Regions from separate parts of the Mus musculus genome. Here region 1 is linked to region 2. Evidence: chromatin contacts called from public Hi-C data. All regions are on one chromosome and are shown on one strand. The core of a region is the stretch at or near the end of the contact, and the rest is flanking DNA. Distances in the headings are between cores, read along the strand shown.

The links. A called contact is a pair of places that touch in the nucleus more often than the background predicts.
Region 1: a Hi-C map of Sertoli cells shows a contact between it and region 2, with 2.3 times the contacts expected there. The contact joins the promoter of Pigk here to the enhancer-like site in region 2. A contact is called at or near these places in 3 of 39 promoter capture datasets (epiblast stem cells, hippocampal neurons and maxillary cranial neural crest), 2 of 484 Hi-C or Micro-C datasets (the 3T3-L1 cell line and Sertoli cells) and 1 of 9 other capture datasets (adipose tissue).

Annotation. Positions count from the first base shown.
Region 1 is chr3:152,712,697-152,715,902 of GRCm38.p6, forward strand. Pigk (phosphatidylinositol glycan anchor biosynthesis, class K) reads left to right here and starts at 1,404. Exons shown (of 11, transcript NM_025662.5): 1 at 1,404-1,531. The coding sequence starts at 1,439.
Region 2 is chr3:152,623,276-152,626,534 of GRCm38.p6, forward strand. The region is part of intron 5 of Ak5 (adenylate kinase 5); the gene reads right to left. Among named protein-coding and RNA genes, the nearest start is that of AI115009, 42 kb to the right of the region's middle. Within about 2 kb of position 1,921, at least 7 of the 459 cell types and tissues checked have an H3K27ac peak or open chromatin away from gene starts, as enhancers often do. A contact at or near this core is called in Sertoli cells, where this site is marked.

The DNA of each region.
Region 1 (3,206 bases), core at 154-2,653, 89 kb after region 2:
CCCCAAAGCTCCCAGGGACTAAACCACCAATCAAAGAGTGCACATGGAGCGACCCATGGCTCCAGCTGCATATGCAGCAGAGGATAATTTTGTTGGGCATCAGTGGGAGACGAGGCCCTTGGTCCTGTGAAGGCTAGATGACTCAGTGTAGGGAAATGCTGTCAGTGTAGGTCAGTCTGTTGTAGTAGAAGCAGTGGGAGGGGTGATGGGATAGAGGGTTTCCAGAGGGGAAACATGGAAAGAGGATAACATTAAAAATGTAAATAAAATATCCAATTAAAAAAAAAGGGCTTTTGTGGGGAGTGAAGAGATAGCTCAGTGGTTAAGAGTACTGGCTGCTCTTGCAAAGGTCCTGGGTTTAGTTTTCAGAACCCACGTGGTGATTTAACAACCATCTCTGGTTCCAGAGGATCTGATGTCCACTTCTGACCTCTGCAGGCAATGCACACACATTGTGCTTAGGCATATATGTAGGAAAAATATCCATACACGTTACATAAAATCCAAAAACTAAAGTTGTTTTGTGTGTGTGTGTGTGTGAAACAAAAAGGACACAAAACACTTTCAAGCAAAACTGGCCATGGTAGCACGTGCTTTTAATGTCAGCACGTGGGAGACAGTGGTAGGCAGGTCTCTCTGTGAGTTCAAGGTAGCTTTAGGTCAGGCAGGGCTTCATAATGAGACCTTGTCTCAAAAAAAATTAAAAGAAATATTCAAAGAATAATTAAAATGGATGAGTAATAGTGTTACAACAAAAATTTTTTTCAAAATTAGAAAACAGAATGACCAGAAATACTGTATATTTTTTCCCTTCTGTATGGTGTCTGTGTGTACGTGTGTGTACGTGTGTGTACGTGTGTGTGTGTGTGTGTGTGTGTGTTTACAGGCCCACTTATGGAAGCCAGAAGCAGGTGTTGGGTGCCACCTCTTTCTGACTTGATCTCTTGAAGCAACATCCTTCACTGAACCCATTTTTTTTCCCCTGTAGGTTGGCAGTCATTAAACCCCAGTGATCATATTTCCATTTTGTCGTCCTTTAAGATTTAGAAATCTTGGACCACATAGCCAACTAACTGATAGCACCACACCAAAGGGAAACATCAAATATTGTGGATCCCCAAATTATCTTTTTAAAATTTCCTCCTTAAATATTGTGTCTATTTTACAAAACAAACCTAGAAACATAGCTGAGTAAGTAATTCTCCAATTAGGTTGCCCCGGCCACTCCAGAACCTGAATGGAGGAAGGTGTATGCGGTGGCAAACAAAACAAAACAACAAAATGAAGCAACAAAACAAAACAAAAACTAAAACAACTCAAGGCCACTACCATGGGAAGAACAAACCAAACCACACCCCCCCGTGCACGGCAGCGGCAGCGCTGCTTTACGGCACTCGCCCCGCCCCTTTGCTCTTCGGGGCGTGAGAAGCCGGCAAACATGGCGGCCCCCTGCTTCCTCACTCTGCGGGTGGCTACCCTGGCCGCCTTGGCGCTCTTGTCTCTCGGCAGCTCTGCCGCTGGACACATCGAGGTAGGCATCGGTGTCTGTTGAGGACCGACCCCAGGGAGGACCGTGTGACTGTGAGCGCCTCAGGTGCAGGACGCACGGCCCCTGAGGGCAGCCGCCTGCAGCGTCTTCCCTCCCCGGGCTGTGTTGTGGGATTCAGGACCGTCCGTCCTGAGGACAGGGACCGGACACAGCCTTTTAGAACGCCCTGTTAAGAGTGCGAAGCCAGCGGTGACGAGGGAGGAGGACCCGGTCCTCTGCTCCTGTGACAGGCAGGGCACGCGTGGGGACTGTCATGGCTTTGGTGTTTTGCTCCTCCGCCCTGACCTCCTCCTCCCTGAGGCTGCAGGACGTCTGGTTTCTTTACGATGCTGTTACCAGCGATTTCCCCAGCGACGCGACTTGGATTTCTAGCATTATTTTTTAGACCTGCTTGCCCGGGCGTCAGCACACACTGTAAAAACACCTCGTCCAAGTTTATCACCGAGGCTGCCCTAGTCTCCTAACTCAGCAGGGGCAGTTCTGGTTTAGTCTGTTCTCTGAGCTGAGGACGGAGTAACTTTTCAAATGCTGACCTGATCATGTCACTCAGGACCCCTTCTTGAAATCTCTTACACCTTCTTTAAATGTCTAGCTTTGTTAAGCTTTCAGTTTCACAAACCACTGGGACCCTTTTGCCATTGGCCCAATTTTTTTTTTTTTGGTCTGGAATTGTCTTTTCATCTTTTGGGTATTCGCCCAAAATGTCACTTCTGTAGGGAAACCTTCCCTTACAAAGTCATGTTCCCCTGTTACAATTACAGACCACATTTGGTGTCTTTATATATTGTGTGGTGAGTTCTTTGCTAACGTGTGTCTATTTAACTGGACAGTAATCTCTGATGAAGGCACGCACTGTGATCTGCTGTCATCCCCGACAGGATAGATGTCTAAGCATACAGTGAATCCGTAATTGTACATTGTAGTGCAGTGCATTTACATGTCCACCTGTATTAAACTCTGATGTGCTTGAGAGAAGATTGCATGCCTTTTGGTGATTTTCCTATCACCGTATTCCGTGGTGCTTGGCACGTAGAAGGTGCTCCGTTAACTAAATGTTGACTGATTAACGTTACATTGCTGCTACAGAGTTCTCAGTAAAGTTTCAATGGAGCAACAAGTTTGAGCCTAGAAAGGACGCTAGAGATTATTTAGGTCAAATCTCATTTTCTTTTGGAGAAATTCAAGCTTAAAGTGCAAACTGACTTGCCCCAGTGTCATGTACCGCTCAATTTTAGCTCAGGCCTTCCCATGCCTAAACCAGGGGTTATCCACAGTAGCACCCTGCTTGCTGCTTTGTTCAGTGTCTGGGCAGCTGTTAGAATGGTTTTGGGGGCTGAGGGTGGTTGTAGCAGTGGGTCTATTCTCACACTTGCCTGGAACTTTTTGTCTCTGAAACTTTCCTGCTAGCCACACAGCTGAAATCTCCATTTGTTAGGCAATCACTTTGTTGCATTCTCTGCTCCTACATTGTGAGTCTGCTACCAGCTCTGTAGATGATGAAGGGTGGGGGGTGGGGGAGTGGGGGTGGGTGGGTGTAGGTAAGCCAAGATGCTCTAAGGTATGCTCAAGTCAGCGAGTGGTAGGTAGATCCAGGTTTGAATTCAGACGTCCCAACTGCTCTAGTAATGTGCCCCAGTTAGAGCTTAGCTCCTGTGGG
Region 2 (3,259 bases), core at 671-3,170:
CAGAGAGACAACTCAGGGACTGAGTACTTCCTGCTGTCTGGTTCCCAGCACAAATGTGAGTGGCCTCAAACTGTCTAGAACTCCAGCTCCAAGGAACCCACACATACGCATGCACATACACATAAATATAAATATGACAAATAAATCTTTTTAAATGGACTCTGTATGATTCAGATGTGTATTTGGAAAGCAAGTTTCCAGTAAGGGCACGTGTTTTCCGACCCTTCTTGTCACTGTATACAATCCACTCGGGTCAGTCTGGGATGCAGGGAAGCTGCAGATAGGACCTGTTTCCTACAAATGTCACCTTCCTTCCTTCCTGTGTCTGATTATTTCAGCTAAGAATTAGGCCTTGGTGATTAAGAAAGAGGAATCAGAATTTCCCCTGATCTTAGACGCCGGCCGTGACTGAGATGAAGAGGGAGCACTAAGAGGCAGGTTTGTGGAGGGAGACACGGCCCTGAGGGCATACCAGCTCAGCCAAGACGAAGAAGCCAAAGAGTTCTATCGCACAACAAAGTGAGCAGTAATGTGTCTCCCACTCACCATGGCCGACAGTAATTTTGAATATCCTCACTACAAACATTGATGTGGACACATGGAAATACGTCTTAAATTGCTCAGGGGAGCCATTCTACAATGGATATGTACTTTGAAACGTCATTTTGTATATAACAAAGAGGAACGTGTAATTTTTATTTGTCAATTTAAAGCTATTAATTAAAAGATCATTGTGATAAGCAAGAATGCCTCTGAAATAAGGAAGTAAAGGGGGGAGTCCCAAGTCAGCTGACACTTTCTCCCCAGTATTTTCATAGAACAAACGCATGTCTGTAATGCGGATGGTCAGTCGTGTGGATTGAGTGAAATCTGGTTCGCCAAGGTAAGGCGGGCTAGCAAGAGAAGGAGCCTCAACAGTGGCAGCGCCGAATGGGGCGGGCCTTGAACTGGGGAAGCTTGTCAGAAACAAGATTCCTGAGGCCAGCTCCTCAGCACTGGCTTTAATTGCTGCTGACCAGAGAGAGGTACAGTGTGAGAGATCAGTGCAGGAGCTCAGCGAAGACTCAGAGTCACTGAGCTAATGGGACTGCTACGATTAAACGTAAAGACAAGACACTGCGTTGTCACGTCTTAGGGAAATTAATAGTCTACGAGACATTATTTATAATTTGGGTGTTTTCTGTGGAGAAACTGTTTCCTGTCATTTCTATGACCCTGCCATGTTCTCTTCCAGCCCCAAATGTACACACGTTGTGTTTACTACCCTAGGGGCCTGTTACCTAGGGCACTGTCCCTTCCACAGTCAGGCATAAGCCGGATTAGTCATGTCCGCTGAATGGAGCGCATCATTAGCGGTTTAAAAGTACAACCATCAACATTAGTTTATGAAAAATACATTTCTGTGGCTTAATGGTGCCGAGCTTCATCCAATAAGAACAGCCAGGGCGCATTAGGATACAAACATGCAGAGATTTAACAGAGACAATTAAAGGTGTTGTTGCCATAGATCATAGTGACAGCAAGTAAGCAATGCATACTTATGAGGCTATTTTCCCCAGAGATATCGTCTCCACCATTAAGTTGGCTATTTAGGTATCTAGTTTATTTGCTTAGTTATTCATCTAATATTTACTGATATCTTACTATTAGGACCTAGAAGATGGAGTTCTAGGAAGGTAAAAGAACGGGGGCCAATGACAGCACAGGGGCAGACAATGGAAGTTAACAGAACATTCTGAAAAGCCAGCAAGCCTGGGCTGTTCATGGCGACATGCCCCTTCTGTGGCGACTTCAAATACAACATAATGAGGAACAGTCACTATGAGTTTCATTTTAATCATCGACTAAGAACCCCAGGTAGCCTCTAATAGCATTAGGCTGTCAGTACTGACACAGAGCCAAGGCCCAGCCAGGCGTGGTGATGCTTGCCTGTAATCCCAGCTACTGGGGTGGCTAAGGCAAGATGACTGTGGGCTCAAGGGCAGTCTAAGTTATGCAGTGAGACCTTGTCTCAAAAAAAAAAAGATAATAAATAAAAGAAAAACAGAAGGACTTTGTCATACTGAAGGGGAGAGAAAGCCAGGGCAGAGTGCCAGGGTTTCCTGCCTCTGTGGGCCAAGTCTCATCTTCCCAGTTCACGGTGCTCAATGTAGGGACACTGAGGCCGATGACACTTGGGTGATCAGACCAAATACAGAGAAAACAATAGATAGGAATGAGGAAGAATCAGATGCTGATGACAAGTGATGCTGCCATCACCATAGTGATTTAACAACAGATAGGAATGGAGGAAGAATCGGATGCTGATGTCAAGTGATGCTGCCATTGCCATAGTGATTTTCCTCAGCAGATTTGGCAACAGCGCTCAGCCAGTTTCTAAGCCAGCCTGTCTCCATATCCTTACCAACGCTGAACGTTTAAACCCATAATGTTGGACAGTAATTGTCCTTGGTATGGGACTGCCAACTTGATTCAAACCATCTACTGTGCAGATAAATGCAAGGAAGCAGAACTACCCGGATGCCCTTAGAAGTGCACAGGCCAGCAGAAAATAGCAGAAAGATGTCCTCTTCTAACCAACTTACTTTACATACTGGTTTTACGCACCAAAGCTTGCTGTGTTCACGCAGAGGCAAATACTGGGAAAGCTGGGACATTCTTCAAACCAAAAGTGCATTTCAGATCAGTAAATGCATTTCTTAGAGGAAGATGAAACTCAAAGGTATATTAACTGCAAACTGATACATTAAGAAGAGAAAATAGGTATGAAGTTATGTATAGCTCTATTAACTTACTGAATGGAAAAATTCACCTAAAACATTAGATTAGTGTGTATGAAGGATTTAGAAGTTATATATATATATATATATATATGTGTGTGTGTGTGTGTGTGTGTGTGTGTGTGTGTGTGTGTGGTGATTTTTTTCCTTTTTAAAAGATTTGCCTTTATTATTTTAAATTCTGAGTAGACATGTGTGTCTGCATAAGGATATGTGCATGTGATGTAAACACGTGGGAGTCCAGGGCCCTTGGATCCTCCCATGGTGCTAGACTTACGGACATCTGTAAGGTCCCTGCCATGGGTGCTGATAACTGAAGTCTTTAACGAGTGTTCTTCATTACTGAGTCATCTCTCCAGCCCCCAGTTTCTTTTTCTTATGTATATGCTACTCTGATTTGTGTGTCGGGAAGATGGTAACACTTAATGACAGATGCGTGCTCCCTACAGCTGTATTTAAAGCTAGTGCACACTTGCTGC